Regions from separate parts of the Mus musculus genome. Here regions 1, 2, 3 and 4 are each linked to region 5. The links are chromatin contacts, called in public Hi-C and HiChIP or PLAC-seq maps. All regions are on one chromosome and are shown on one strand. Each heading gives the region's core, a stretch centred on a gene start, on an enhancer-like site or on the middle of the called end of the contact. The rest is flanking DNA. Distances are from core to core; before and after follow the strand shown. Region 1 has its middle 50 kb from the start of Gm41499. Region 2 has its middle 23 kb from the start of Gm41499. Region 3 has its middle 86 kb from the start of Gm41499. Region 4 overlaps Runx1 (runt related transcription factor 1). Region 5 holds the start of Runx1 (runt related transcription factor 1).

What was found. Hi-C and Micro-C count contacts between places; a contact is called where the count stands out from the background. HiChIP or PLAC-seq counts read pairs in DNA pulled down with a chosen protein or histone mark.
Region 1: a Hi-C map of the C2C12 cell line shows a contact between it and region 5, with 5 times the contacts expected there. The contact joins the enhancer-like site here to the promoter of Runx1 in region 5. A contact is called at or near these places in 7 of 39 promoter capture datasets (the C10 cell line, the HPC-7 cell line, HPC-7-derived erythroid cells and 3 more), 1 of 15 datasets of contacts at CTCF or cohesin (large pre-B cells), 33 of 484 Hi-C or Micro-C datasets (the 63-12 cell line, the AML12 cell line, B cells and 21 more), 12 of 115 datasets of contacts at active chromatin or transcription factors (DN3 thymocytes, the HPC-7 cell line, the SCID.adh cell line and 9 more) and 5 of 9 other capture datasets (adipose tissue, bone marrow-derived macrophages, embryonic stem cells and 2 more).
Region 2: a FOXA1 HiChIP or PLAC-seq map of pancreatic cancer cells shows a contact between it and region 5. The contact joins the enhancer-like site here to the promoter of Runx1 in region 5. A contact is called at or near these places in 2 of 15 datasets of contacts at CTCF or cohesin (large pre-B cells and pro-B cells), 6 of 484 Hi-C or Micro-C datasets (Th17 cells, bone marrow-derived macrophages, embryonic fibroblasts and 3 more), 5 of 115 datasets of contacts at active chromatin or transcription factors (the SCID.adh cell line, memory CD8 T cells, neural progenitor cells and 2 more) and 3 of 9 other capture datasets (adipose tissue, liver and pancreatic islet).
Region 3: a contact with region 5 is called in an H3K4me3 HiChIP or PLAC-seq map of the SCID.adh cell line, with 13 read pairs. The contact joins the enhancer-like site here to the promoter of Runx1 in region 5. A contact is called at or near these places in 3 of 39 promoter capture datasets (the C10 cell line and hippocampal neurons), 1 of 15 datasets of contacts at CTCF or cohesin (large pre-B cells), 6 of 484 Hi-C or Micro-C datasets (bone marrow-derived dendritic cells, bone marrow-derived macrophages, granulocyte-monocyte progenitors and 2 more), 8 of 115 datasets of contacts at active chromatin or transcription factors (the HPC-7 cell line, the SCID.adh cell line, bone marrow-derived macrophages and 4 more) and 3 of 9 other capture datasets (adipose tissue, liver and macrophages).
Region 4: a FOXA1 HiChIP or PLAC-seq map of pancreatic cancer cells shows a contact between it and region 5. The contact joins the enhancer-like site here to the promoter of Runx1 in region 5. A contact is called at or near these places in 5 of 484 Hi-C or Micro-C datasets (the MNK3 cell line, Th1 cells, bone marrow-derived macrophages and 2 more), 3 of 115 datasets of contacts at active chromatin or transcription factors (the HPC-7 cell line, memory CD8 T cells and pancreatic cancer cells) and 1 of 9 other capture datasets (macrophages).

Annotation. Positions count from the first base shown.
Region 1 is chr16:93,005,431-93,008,130 of GRCm38.p6, reverse strand. No RefSeq gene overlaps it. Among named protein-coding and RNA genes, the nearest start is that of Gm41499, 50 kb to the right of the region's middle. Within about 2 kb of position 1,335, at least 58 of the 459 cell types and tissues checked have an H3K27ac peak or open chromatin away from gene starts, as enhancers often do. A contact at or near this core is called in the C2C12 cell line, embryonic fibroblasts, muscle stem cells and 4 more, where this site is marked.
Region 2 is chr16:92,978,447-92,981,146 of GRCm38.p6, reverse strand. No RefSeq gene overlaps it. Among named protein-coding and RNA genes, the nearest start is that of Gm41499, 23 kb to the right of the region's middle. Within about 2 kb of position 1,341, at least 32 of the 459 cell types and tissues checked have an H3K27ac peak or open chromatin away from gene starts, as enhancers often do. A contact at or near this core is called in the SCID.adh cell line, muscle stem cells and pancreatic cancer cells, where this site is marked.
Region 3 is chr16:93,041,836-93,044,540 of GRCm38.p6, reverse strand. No RefSeq gene overlaps it. Among named protein-coding and RNA genes, the nearest start is that of Gm41499, 86 kb to the right of the region's middle. Within about 2 kb of position 1,425, at least 32 of the 459 cell types and tissues checked have an H3K27ac peak or open chromatin away from gene starts, as enhancers often do. A contact at or near this core is called in the SCID.adh cell line and bone marrow-derived macrophages, where this site is marked.
Region 4 is chr16:92,619,139-92,621,918 of GRCm38.p6, reverse strand. The region is part of intron 6 of Runx1 (runt related transcription factor 1); the gene reads left to right. Among named protein-coding and RNA genes, the nearest start is that of Gm30224, 24 kb to the right of the region's middle. Within about 2 kb of position 1,353, at least 171 of the 459 cell types and tissues checked have an H3K27ac peak or open chromatin away from gene starts, as enhancers often do. A contact at or near this core is called in the HPC-7 cell line, the MNK3 cell line, Th1 cells and 6 more, where this site is marked.
Region 5 is chr16:92,824,697-92,827,490 of GRCm38.p6, reverse strand. Runx1 (runt related transcription factor 1) reads left to right here and starts at 1,417. Exons shown (of 8, transcript NM_001111021.2): 1 at 1,417-1,557; 2 at 1,787-1,902. The coding sequence starts at 1,845.

The DNA.
Region 1 (2,700 bases), core at 86-2,585, 180 kb before region 5:
GTGTTTTGTGGCAGCCACATGAAAAGCTAAGACAAAAATAGAGGACTCTGTTTTTCTTTATTGTCCTCTAAGATTTCCTTTCAAGAAAGGAAATAGAGAACGTGCAGATCAGATCTTCACAAATCAAAGTGTCTTCTCTCTCCCATGTATCTACTCTCCCACCTTCAAGTAAGGACTGGATCCCAGATACAGTACAGTGGATTCGTGACCTATGAACTGTCTGCCATCCCTGCAGTGTCTCTGGTGATGGAAGAGATTTTTCTCTTTAATGTCTGCCTGTGTTAATGCATAGGAAGATGCACACAATGATCACAGACTTCCCATCCAGTGAAGCCCTGTGACCCTGTAAGTGTTTAGCCTTTAACAGACCCCTGGGCTGTGTGCCCAGCTCTGACACTGTTCACGTTTACAGAGTCAATTCAATTTCACTTGTTAATATTGGTTACCATCATTCTAGATTGAAAAGCAGCTTTCCAGAGCATTGCTCTGAACTTCAGAAGCCCAAATAGCTCTAGCAGGCGTCTGGCACTTCCCACCTCCCCCATATTGTTCCTGGACCATCCATTTGAAATCCATTTGAATCAGGGTTTCTCTCTCTCTCTCTGTCTCTCTGTCTCTGTCTCTCTGTCTCTGTCTCTCTGTCTCTGTCTCTCTCTCTCTCTCTCTCTCTCTCTCTCTCTCTCTCTCTCTCTCTCCATTTCATTACAAATTCCTGTATCCAGGGATCATGTCTAATGTTTCTCAAATATCCTGGTTAATGTGTAGGCCAGAAACTTGTTCAATTGAAGCCTCTTAAAAGTTGTTGATGGAGTTAAAAATGAACTTCAAATGTGAAAAACGTTTCCAGAGCAAGGGAAATATTCACTGTTGTGTTTGGAAAACGGGATGGGTAAGTTTAAAAGCATGACGATCAGACAGGCTCCTTGAGGGAGGTAAATTTTTAGATACCATGAAATCCCATATGAGATCGCACCCAACTTCCTTAGGCAAACAGTAAGCGACAGAAAGAAAGAAAGGGACAAACTGGGTTTATTTGACCTTGCCATTTGATTTCCAAGGAATTCAAAGCCATCGAGGGGTAAAGATAGCTAGCTGTCTGTCTTTCTTGACTGGGTTTGTGCTTTTCTCTTTCTCCCTAACCCTGCCTCTGACTCCATTTTTTGAAAATTAGCCAGACAACGGCCGCATTTCCAGTTACTGGATGAGTTCAGAGCCAAGCAGCTGTTCAGAAACATCCAAGTGGGCAGCAAATGGCGCTGATGGAGTTAAAGGCGGTGACTCACACGGGACATTCTCAGCAGGTCAGCTGGAACTCCCTGCTGGGCAGGGAATGCAGCCCCCTGGGGCAGGTGCCAAGCCCAGGAGCAGAGCCCGGGATGACAGCAGCAACTCACCACACAGTGGCCTCCGCTCGGTCGCTTCCCTGTTCTCAGTTTTCATGATTTTTTTTTTATAAGGTGAATTTTTTTCTAACGCAATCCTGAAGTGTGATGGGAAAAACAGGCCGGGCAGCTGTTGACTGTTTGAAACAACAGAGGGGAGGCTGGGTCCCTTGGACCGGCTCCACACACGCTGCCTCGCCAGCTTTCCTGATCATTTTCTCATAGAAAATTATGGGTCAAGAGCTCGATCCTGCGCGCTCCTCATGCCAGTCAGTCGCTCGCTCAGCGAAGGTGAGGCTTGCAGGAGCCCAGAGGGGCTTGCTCATCTAGAAATATATTTCTACAAAAGATTATAATTTTACAAGGTGACTCAATCAAACAACAATAAAGACCACGGGTAGGCTAGGGGAAGAGGGGAAAGCACACTTGAGTTTGTGAGCTTATATAACAGCACTACCATGAAGGGCACTAAAGAATATAAAAATGGCATCCTAGATGTTTATTATTAAACATAATTGTTCAGGGAGGGAGGGACTTAATTACTTCAACAAATTCAATTGTGACTCAATCCTCCACTTCACTTTTTGTCTATTTTTCTTTAAATAGCTTTCAAAGGCTTTTAAAGGTAAATATCTTTAATTTGTTCCTTGCAGGTGGGTGATGGCTCAGCAAAGAAGAAACAATCTTTTTTTTTTTTTCTTTTCCTGTCATTAACAATTATCAGATTCAAATTCCATTCCTCTGCTATCTAGGCACAGGATTCCCAGTGCACTGGGATTGTGATCCTGATGGCCAATTTGTGTCCCCTATAATCAAGTTCATTTTGTGATAAGCTCCCAAATATTAACTCTGAAAGAGCAGAAAGGTAGAACTTTAAAAAAAAAATGAAACAATGATTTATTTCCTTAAATAAAATGTTTAAAGTTGTGTTTGGCCAATTAGATGAGCATTTATCAACCATCGAGTTCACAGGGAGCTCAGAGACAGGAAACAGCTTTCTGAGGGCTCTTCTTCTTCTGAGAAAACGGATTCAGAGTTCAAAAGAGAGTAGTCTGGCCGCCTGTTTTATAGAGCCCAAAGAGGAACATGGGAGGGGAAATTTCCCAAGAACAGACATGGTGTCAGTGTTGCCTGCCCGATGTCTAGCTGGTGGTAGACGATTAATAAATACCGGCAGAATTGATCTTGGCCGGGGGGTGGGGGGTGGGGTGGGGGGGGGAGTGGGGGGGAGTGGACGGAAGAGGAGGAGCATCCTTTCTTTTTGGCAAAAGAAAGAACAGATTAGTCATTGAGATTCTGCAGAAGGGATGGGGCTCAG
Region 2 (2,700 bases), core at 92-2,591, 150 kb before region 5:
GTTTGTTTGTTTGCAAAAGAAGAGAAATAAAAGCCAGATATTTACATAGGCCTTCAGCTGTAGTTTTTCTTCAACACTGTAGCAATGTCATAAAGTAATATTTTTTTTAATCTTGGAAACATATAACTGAGATATATGTATTAAAAAAGAGAGATAAATTGGGCCAAAAATTGTTAGGTAAATAACGCTTTATTTTCAACAGAAGGCATGGTGTGTGGAGAATTAAATTAGAAGTCCATAACCTGGTCAGGAAGGCAGAACTCATAGATTAGATTATTAAGGAAGATGTTTCCTTGAAGAAAACAATCATCTTTGAAGACATAGCAGATTTGAGAAGATTAACAAGCTTGAAAAGAAAGATTTCTGTAGCTAAATGAATCACTCGGTGATATAGACCTCCTGGGTTCTGTGACCAGCTCTATGTATTCGAATACTTTATCAGTTAGACTTTGTTTCTGTCTCTGTCTCTGTCTCTGTCTCTGTCTCTGTCTCTGTCTCTGTCTCTGTCTCTCTCTCTCTCTCTCTCTCTCTCTCTCTCTCTCTGTGTGTGTATGTGTGTGTGTGTGTGTGTGTGTGTGTGTGTGTGTGTGTGTGTGTGTGTGTGAAGGTCTACATGGGGCTAATGTATGTGAAGGCCAGAGGTCACCCTCAGGTATTATTCCTTAAGTGAAGGCCATCTACCTCACTTTTGACATAGCATCTCTCACTGGCACCTGAGGTACTCCATCCCAGTAGGTGAAGGTGACTGACCAGGGAGTCTTAAGGATCTGCCTGACTCCCTCCGTGCTGGGGTTACAAGGATGTGCTACCATGCCTGTCTTTTTACCTGTGGGTTCTGGAAATGAAACTCCTCTCATTGCTCTTGTACTGTGACTATTTCACCAGCCAAGCCATCTCCCAGCCTCTGTAGACTCGGGGAGATAACAAGTGTACTGCAGAAGTATAATCCCCAACGATGTGTAGATGACTTTTTCATTTGCACACGAAGCTCTCAGCTACATCTTAGGGAGAAATGGCCCTTTGAAGTGGTTTTCCCCCTCAAGTCTCAAAACAAATTCTTTCATTTAAGAAAATGCCATGAAACCCTTAGATGTGCAGAAGCCTCGACACCAAGCTCTGGCCACTTCCTAACTCAGAAAATTACATTGTGATTATCGATGTTCTCTTCTGGTGGCTCTATTTTCAAAAGACAAATGACTCTGGTTGGAATCTAATTTCCTCTTAGAATTAATGTTGCAAAATTAATGGGCCACCTGATCAAGTTTCAAAGGGTAAATAAATGACCATCCTCCATATAGGTCAGGGTCAGCGGTGACTCCAGTGTGAGTCACAAGACTGAGTGAGCACAAGCAAGTGGTCCCTGTGGCTTAGAAGCCAGGAGCAGTCGTGAGGGACCGGCGGGAGCAGCTGGGGAAGCTGTTCTTTTTCTCCTAATCTACTCAACAGTTTCAGCTTCCAGGAATCGTTAGAGCTGAGGATGCTACAGGAAGGCAGCGGTGTAGCTTCACAAACATCCTAGCATTCCTGGGACATACACACCCCGGTGTAAGTTTCTGTATAGGGAGAGCCAGGTTTTCCAGACCTGGCACAGTGCCTAGCACGAGGATTGAGCTCTCTGGGTGGATTAAAGGAACGATGGGAGGGAGCGAGGTGAGAAAGAGAATGAAGGATAAAGGAGAGAAGGTGGTGAGAGGAGAGGAGATGAGAGGAAGAATAGAGAGAGACATGTAGAGAGAGCGAAGGTCAGGCCTCCCACAGAAACGCCCATGAACTTTGCTTGTGAATATCAATGCAAAAATACTCAATAAATTTCTCACAAACTGAATTAAAAAACGCATCAAAACCATCATTCACCATGATCAAGTAGGCTTTATACCAGGGCAAGGTTGGTTCAATGTACGAAAATCCATGTAATCCACTATATAAACAAACTCAAAGGATTAAAAAAAAAACCACATGATCATCTCATTAGATGCTGAAAAGGCATTTGACAAAATAAAACGCCTCTTCATGTTAAAAGTATTGGAGAGATCAGGAATTCAAGGCCCATATCTAAACATAATAAAGGTAATATACAGCAAAGCTGCAGCCAATATCAAACTAAATGGAGAGATGCTTGAAGCAATCCCACTAAAATCAGGGACAAGACAAGGCTGCCCACTCTCCCCATATCTATTCAATATAGTACTTGAAGTTCTAGCTAGAGAAATAACACAACAGAAGGAGACCAAGGGGGATACAAATTGGCAAAGAAGTAGTCAAGGTATCACTATTTGCAGATGGTATGATATTATACATAAGCAACCCCCAAAATTCTACCAGAGAACTTCTACTGCTGATAAACAACTTCAGCAAAGTGTCCAGATATAAAATTAAGTCCCATGAATCAGTAGCCTTCCTTTATACAAATGATAAATGGGCTAAGAAATCTCATGAAACCAAAACAAGAAAAGGCGGTTTGAAAATTCTTGTATACTTGAGGGTCCTTGTTACCATCCTGTAGGCCAGAAAAGGTGAGTGAATTTCTTCATGACATTTTAGTGGTCACAGTGAGCTTTCCCCAAGGACAAGATCCAAGAATTTATATTGTTGTAAGCTTCTTATGTGAGCTTGCTTGTTTCCTTTGGAGACCCACAGGAGCTAGCAGCCAAATTCAGACCTGCCAACTAACCCACACTATGGATATCCTGCCTTCAAATT
Region 3 (2,705 bases), core at 176-2,675, 220 kb before region 5:
TGGGGTGGGATGGGGTGAGGTGGGGTGGGATGGGGTGGGATGGGGTGGGGTGGGGTGGGGCGGGGTGGGGTGGGATGGATGGGGTGGGATGGGGCAAATGAGAAAGTATAGCATGAGATGACCCAGTTGCAGTGGGCAGGCAAGAGTTGGAAGTGGAGAATCGTCTCTTGTTTACTGAGCTCCTCCACAGATCGGATGGTGTCTACTCAGCTTGGGGAGGGAAATCTGGTTTATAGTGCATGGCAATCCAAAAGCCAGGCTCTTCTCGAAAGCGCCTTGCAGATCATCTAGAAATAATGTGAGTTTGACATGCATGTTCCATCTTCTGGACTGGCAGACATCCCAACAAATCAGGTCAGCTAATAAAAGGAAAGTGACAGAGACCCTTCACTGAAGACAGAGCATCACCCAGGGCCCGAACTGAAGTGCACGTTGTTCTGAAGCATGGGTTGCTGTCCTGGCTTCGTTTCCTATCATAGATGAGGGGTTCTTGTTAGAACAGCGTGGCTGGGAATTTAAACTTTGGGATGAAAAGGGCTGTCTTCTGCTACATCTTAGCTTCATGACGTTGCAATCTCAGTCTGGCTTGTTTTCAAGATCTCCCATAAAGCAGAAATGACAATTCTTTCTTGTCAGATTGGGAACAGGGAACTCATGAGATGACATACGTGTTCAAGTCTAGCATGTAGAAGGAGGTTTTTAAATCTTGGTTATAATTATTAGTGTCAAATAGACTTAAGGGCAGTCCGTGGCATCGTCCTGTACACATAAGCATTATGTAACATGCATCTGTCCTGACAGCCAGGACTAGGCGATCTTCACTTCATAAATCTGGTTTGACTGATGGAGAAGGCCAGTGGGGAGATCTCAGACATGATACTCTGAAGATCAAAGGCTCCTCGTTTCCCTGCTAACGACACGGTCCTTACTCCATCCATACCATACAGAAGTCTTCCTAGACTCCGTCACCCCACCCAAGCCTGTCACTGATGAAAACCACATGGGATCAGCTGCTCAGATAGAAACATTGGGGTCGCACCTTGACCTGCACTGCTGCTGAGCTGGCCTTATTTGTTAAACCGATCCGGAGCTGTAAATATAATATCACGAGACTCCAGGTTGGGAGAAAGTGAAAGACAATAGAAGCCAAATCCTAAAGAAAGCTGCTTGTCTGGGGTTGATGGAGGAGCTTGGGGCCAGTGTCTGGCAAGCTGACAGTCAGTGCCTAAAAAGAAAACAAAGAAAAGAAAACAAATTTTAAAAACACGGCCTCAGCCGTTTTACCACACAATAATTGCACACAAGGAAACTTACTCCTGGCACCTGGCCGGGAAGGTAATTACTCGGCTTCTCTTCTCCAGGGAGCATAATAGCTGCATTGTTTGACTGGTGAGGGGTTCAGGAGGAGCTACAGAAGAGGAACAAGGCTGGGGGAGAGCCTGGGAAGGGAAGGTGTGGCCTTTGATGTGTTTCCAGCCCCAGGTTCAGGGACCTGGGCTGTGAGAAATAGGCATGTCGGAGATCTTTGTCTCCTCACCTGCGAAGGAAGACAGTTGTATGGTTGCCAGCCCTTGCCTTTATCTGCACAGAACCCATTAAATCAACAGCTCAGCTGTCATCAGCTGGGGTTCCAAATCAAAGCACACACTTGGGGTTGACGCGCCTCACTGCAAAGTGCAGGATCAGATCTCCGAGAGCTAAAATAATCCCGAGAGATCCAGGGGCGTGTGGTGGCTTCTCAGTGAGGCTTATCAGACGGTTTCCAAACATGGTCTTCTGGCGCAAGTGAAACCATGCTGAGTGATCTTTGATGTGGGGGATGTCAACAAACTCAAAGGGGGATGTGCTCAAAGGGATGGGTTGCTACAAGCTATAGTGTTCCTCACAGTCTCTTGGGAAGGGGGCACAGGGGGCGGGGCTTATCCTGCCAGGGCCAGCGGGTGTTGACGGAGTCCTAAAGGTGAACCTGGATGGTTAAGAGTCCACCTTGTCTGGGGCAGAGTCATGTGCCTATAACTGTCTAACTATGGTAGGAGTGGCACACAGCATAGACTAAGTAAATGATATGGGAAAGAACTAAGAAAGAGGTTTCTTTGTTTTTCTTGGATTGGGATAGGGGATGATCAGACAAGTTGAAGCCATCATAAATGAACACTGGGGAAGAGGGTGGAGTTTAAGATCTGCCAGAGCAGTAAATGCCGTCGGAGAAAGGCATGGACAACTTTGCTGTCTCTGACTTAAGTGGTCATTCAACTTTGCTCTTTGTATCTTAACAGCAACATACTACATTTTGAGTGTAAAATTTGGGCGACTTCCACATGTTTAAAAAACAAACAAACTTATGACCATTTTATCTGTGGTGCTCAGTCATGGAAGTCAACTGTTAAAGTGAATGTAAGGGTCTAAGCTCACTCTCATTGTGGGCTTCCCCTTTCTGACCAAGCACTGCATCAGATGCTGGAAGTCCTGTAGAGTGGCAGCTATGTATGACGAAACTCTGTTAAGGATGCGGCAGATATCTAGCAGGCCAACTGCTCAAACTTGGTCCTTTCCAGGCAGAGGACACTGAAGGTAGAAGCTTCCAATGGTGAGGCCTCTTGAGTTCCCTCAGGTCCAGTGTGTTTGTGCCTTGTTTTGTCCCATAGGCCAGATGCCCCACCATATTCTAAATTCATCATCTCAGTGAATAAGATCTGCTTCTTAGA
Region 4 (2,780 bases), core at 104-2,603, 210 kb after region 5:
TTTCATCTGTGGATCTCAAAGCTGTACCACAAACATTAATTAACTCTCACACCTGGGAGGCAGGTGAGTCTGGTTACCCCCCAACCCCATTTTTAAAAAATGAGGAAACAGAGATTTGGGAGGAAAAGGATTCTGGGGCGAGCCACCGGGGTTAGGAGTGTCCCTGATGTTGGGAATAAGCATTTCAGATTTGTAGCATCCTGACCACAAAGTCAGGAGGCCTCCCCGGGATGAGTGAGGAATTTGGGTACCGGAACAGGAGATGAAGCCACACAATTCCTTCTTCCCTTTCTCAGGTGGCCTGTCACCTCCTGGGTCTATAGATGTCATTTAGAATGGGTCCCTCAGACCCCGAAGGCCTTTGAAACAGCCTTACCAGGCAGGTCTCCATCCTGGCTCACTCTGGATGCCTCCCTTCAAAGTAACCGTTGGAACAGTGACCGCAGCCGAGACGCACATGACTAACCAAAATGTCTGCAGCCAGTGGGAGACAAATGCTTGGCAAATCCCAGGGCTCTTTCACAACCCTCTTTTCTTCCAGGATCCAGAACTGGTGGGAACTGACTCCTGTTATCACTGGTTCTCACTGGTGTGCTTAGGCGATGCTAATCCAGTGCTGGCTACCTGGGGAGTGGGGGTTGGGGGAAGGAGCTCTGGGGTGACTCCTGTCTGTTCTGACTTCTGGAGCTGTTGTGGGTTTACTGCCCACCGCAGAAGCCAAAGGAAACACTGCTCAAAACCACCAGAGGCAAGCAGCCTTTCAGTTGGGTCACCTGCCCAACACCAGGGCTGTGAAAGCTGACATTGCAGAGTGGGGGGTGGGGGTGGGGCATCCTCCAAGCATCTGGGGGCGCCACCACTTTCCTACACAAGGTATCCTGGGTCTTTCTTCACAAGGGTCCCAAATGAGAAGGTGCAAGCCTCCCCTGGGGCTCGCCCTGACACATCACCCTGGAAACTGACTCAACATCTCTGTGTCCTGACTCACATCCTGTTGTGTTCTCTGAGGCATCCGAGAGGGCATTACACCAGCTACCCATGACTGAGCTGCACTGGGAGGGCGCCCTGAGGATGACTCTGCCTTCTGCCTTGCAGAAAGAGGGGGAGTCTTCTAAGGAAAAACCCAGAACAGGCCCCTTGGGTTTATCCATTCTCAGAGCAGATTTTGCGCGTTAAGAAGCAAGTGGCCCTGCATTGCATGGCCCACTGTTTATTTTCAATGGATCGAGGGTGAACGGCTTGTTGTTTTAGAGATGCCCGCCAAATACTCAAGGAACAGAGCCCTGACTACAGCAGAGCCCCAACGTCCTGACCCAGAAAACCCAGGCTGTGAGGTCAGGTGCCAGGGCCACCAAAGGCTCAAGTGAACTAGGCTGATGTCCCCGCGTGTCCTTTCCTTGGACAGGGAGGGAGGGCACAAGGCTGAATCGGGATGCTTTGAGTTTTCGAAACAGGAACATTTATTTACTCTTCTGATTGGAGTGAGCTTCATTGATCACTTTAGATACGGCTACTTCTCTTTGCCTCGGGTGTGGGGCATTCTTTCCCCCTCCTCACCCCATACGCATTAGTTACTGGCGTTCTGGCTTTCCTTTCAAATATGTTTTCAGAACCAGAAATTTCCCTTCCAAAGCTGCCTCGTCTCCAGTCCCTAAATGTTGGTGTTTTCATTTTCATTAAGTAACTGACAGTCGACATATCTTTTCAGATCTCTTATTTGGTGGCTATGGCATCTCCAGATAATCTCCAATTTTTGAAGATTTCTAAGTAATATTTCTGTTACTGGTTTTTGTTGTTGTTTTGTTTTGTTTTTCGGGGGAGGGGAGAGTGTTGTTTGGTTTTAGTTTAAGTCCTTGTGGCCTAAGGAAATACTTTGTATGATTATGCCTTCAAACCCAAGCAGTCTTCTGTGGCCTCAAGTGTAGTCTGCCTTAGCGAGTGATCTGTGTGCCTCAGAAGAAAGGAGCGGCCTACCGGTGTTCTGTAGGTCAAACTGATACTGTCCAGGTCAGCCGAGTCTGAATTTCTGCTTGCATGGTCTATCGGTGACTGGAAGAGGGTGCTAAAGTCTCCTGCCGTAAGGATGGGTTTGTCTGCTTTTCCTTGTATTGCAGTTAGTGAGACCCTTTGTTCACGGGACACCTGTGAAGGAAAATGTATTTTTGGTTTTCCGTACTATCATAACGTAACTTATCTCTTATCCCTGAAAAGCTCCATCTTCAATCGGCTTTGTAGAAAACTTGATACAGCAACTCGGGCTTTCCTTGGATTGGTGTTAGCACAGCTTCTCCACCCTTTTATGCTTGCCCTATCTGAATCTACATTTAAATGAGCCATTTGTATGCGTCAGGTAGTTAAGTTTTATTTGTAGCTTGTTCTGACAACCTCTGTGGTAGATTTAGACAATTCACCTTTATAGATACAGTTGGATTATGATCTGCCATGGTCTAACTTTTATGCCTGTTGCACCTGGTTCTTAGTCCCACCCCCGGCTTTCCTGCCTCCTCTGAATGGAATGAAACATTTTATGTGACTTCATTTTAGCTTGTTTATTGCCTATCGGGTAGGAAAATGATTTTTTTTTTAAAATAGTTTTGTGGGAGCTAGAGAGCTGGGTCAGACATTAAAGCACTGAATGCTCATCCAGTGGACCTGGGTTTGATTCCTAGTAACCACTAGTGGCTAAAGGCGGTCTGTTAACTCCAATCCCAGGGAAATCCAACACACGATTAAGGTCTCCCTAGGCACTACAAGCATGAGGTACACAGATATGATGCAAG
Region 5 (2,794 bases), core at 168-2,667:
ATGGAGTCTGGTCCTTTGGAAAGACCTGTATCATTAATACCCTGGGTCTCTACTGTGTGTGCAAAATTATCTCCATGAAAACCAAATGAGAGTTCCCTCTGGGGCTCAGACTTAGAGAAGTACCTTGCATGCCTGGAATTTGGGACCCAGGGCTGGCACTTGGAGCTACGCTGCTCAAGGCCCAGCCTCTCATCGGGCATCACCTCGAAATGGAGGGAAACTGAACAGAGGAAAAGGAAGACCCAAGTAAGGAAAGGAAGGCCAGGCCCTGCCTGGGGATCCCAGGAAGACTAAGGCTTCACTTCTCAGCAAGTAAAACAGATAGAACGAAGAGGTCAATAGGTGGAGGTGAACAGAAGAGCTCACACCCACAGAATCATCTTGTCTTTATTGTCTGTCCCCTGACCATGTGACTTCTGGAGGCTGAAGGGCTGTGTAATATCCCCCTCCGGGGGCTGGCCAGGAGGAGGCAGGATCTTGGGTAGTCACAAGTTACTCTTCATGGATTCAAAGAGTAATTATCCCTAGCAGGGTGACTTGGCCCATTTCTTTGAGTGGAGCTCGGAAAGGCTACCAGTAGGCTTTATTGGTACAAACAATGAACAGATAGCTGCCCACAGGCCACAGCTCTGCTGAGTGAGGAAATTCTCCTCCTTTGCTCTCCACAAAACTTCCTAATGCAAGCGAGCGTGGGAACTGGTGCCAGTGTGAAGAGAACGCCACTGTTTCCTCTACTTACCAAGAGATGTCCATGCTAAGCCTATCCGCCAAGGGGAAAGCCAAGGACAACATCATTTGGGTTTTGATCAAAGTGGTCTTTTCATCCCACAATTAAAACGTGTCATACTGTTCCCAAGCTTTGAGATGTCAGTAGGTTGCCAGCCTAGCCCTCCCAGGATCAGCCACTCACGGAAAAGGGCTCTTGGTCTTCTTTTCTAACTTTTCTGTCTCACTTGCTTTCACCAAGAACCCAGCTCTCCCGAGCTGGTGCCCAGCATTTAAGTGATGAGAGCCGCATCCGGGCTCAGCAGCAAGTTGGTGCCAACGTTGAATTGCTGTTGAATAAACAGCAAGGCAATCTTTATCTAAATAATCAGTTGTTCCTCAAACCACAAATAACAACAGGATCTGAAAGCCACCAAATCCGCACAGGACAGAGAGAGCAAGAAAAGACTGAGGCAGGGGATTTCTGTTTGCTTGTTTGTTGTGCTTTTTTTTCTCTTACAGCCCCTCTCTGCTAAGCTCTGCTCAACTGTTTCCTTACACAGCCTGGGGGAGGGCAGGTGGAGGGCAGGAAGGGCATAGCTCAGAAAGTTTAAAAAAAAAAAATTGACATCACTTAAGTCACGTGATTGGCAAGAGCCAATGGCGGTGGGCTGTGGAAAGGGGAACAGTTAAATTTGTAATTTGGGTTGTGTGAAAACTTCTTTGGACCTCATAAACAACCACAGAACCACAAGTTGGGTAGCCTGGCAGTGTCAGAAGTGTAAGCCCAGCACAGTGGTCAGCAGGCAGGACGAATCACACTGAATGCAAACCACAGGCTTTCGCAGAGCGGTGAGCAGTTCAACCCACAGCATAGGCGGTGCTTTCGTCTTTTTTTTTTCCTTTTTTTAATCTTTAACAATTTGAATATTTGTTTCTGCAATAATTCTTTCCCCCACCCCCACCCCATAGGACCCATGGAGTACCAGAAGTGTTAGGGTTGGGGGTAGAAAGAGACGTGGGGAGCCATGGTGGGAGGTGAGGTCAGAGTAAGTGACATTTCTTGGTTTTTGCTCTGAAGGTGAAAGAAATTATAGAATCCCCCGCCTTCAGGAGAGGTGCGTTTTCGAAAGGAAACGATGGCTTCAGACAGCATTTTTGAGTCATTTCCTTCATATCCACAGTGCTTCATGAGAGGTGAGTACGCTGGTCTTTTTTATATCTGATTTTGCTCAGCTTTGCGCAGACTAAGATGGCAGCCCGTGGACCCTCCGGTGCCTGCCTGAAGTCCCTGCCTGCTTGTGGGGGGAGGAATTCAAACAGAGGCTGTTGACTCTGAGACCACGAGATTATTATTTGTCAGACGCCGTGCTGCGGGGATGTTTTAATAAATGCTTAGGCTGTTGAAATATTTGGTCGCTGGGTGAAAGTTGTGTCAAGTGCTCTGAGCCGCTCTCAGTTAAAGTCCCAGAGATTAGAAGGCTGGCGCGGAGGACACTCTTTGGGTTTTATCTGGCTGTGCCTTGCTCTGAATGATTCGCTTGCACTTACTCTGATGGCAGCAAGCTGTCTGGCCCTGGTTCTGAGTTTGGCTTGCCCCTGGGTTTAGCAGGCTCAGTACTTAGCTGGCCGGAAGAGCCGGTGCCAGCAGAGTGGTCTCCGAGAGGCAGCTCACAGGTATACCTTGGATCAGTGCGGAGATTTCAGGGCCAAAGTGGCAAGTCCACAGAGGGCAGGATTTGGGCAGACTCGTTCTGGGAAAAGCCATCAGAAGATGCTGTGTTGTGCTGTGGTTTTTCTTTCAGCCTCAATTGAAAGAGGCAGCCGGCATTGCTCAAGACAGAAAGCCAGCAAGTTGTGGTACACAGTCTCTCTCAGAAAGAACTATGAAGCCATTTCCTAAGTCCACGCACTGTCACAGCAGAAATTACTAGATTACAGACTTATGGGTTGGCACCACGTAGGTCCCTGAACCTTCCTGCATTTTTTACAGCGGCCTTATGGAACTTACAATGCTGGAGTTCAGCCATAGTGCCCATGTGGGCTTGGTGGGTCTTTCAGGATGAGGACTGAGCTTAAGTAAAGAAAA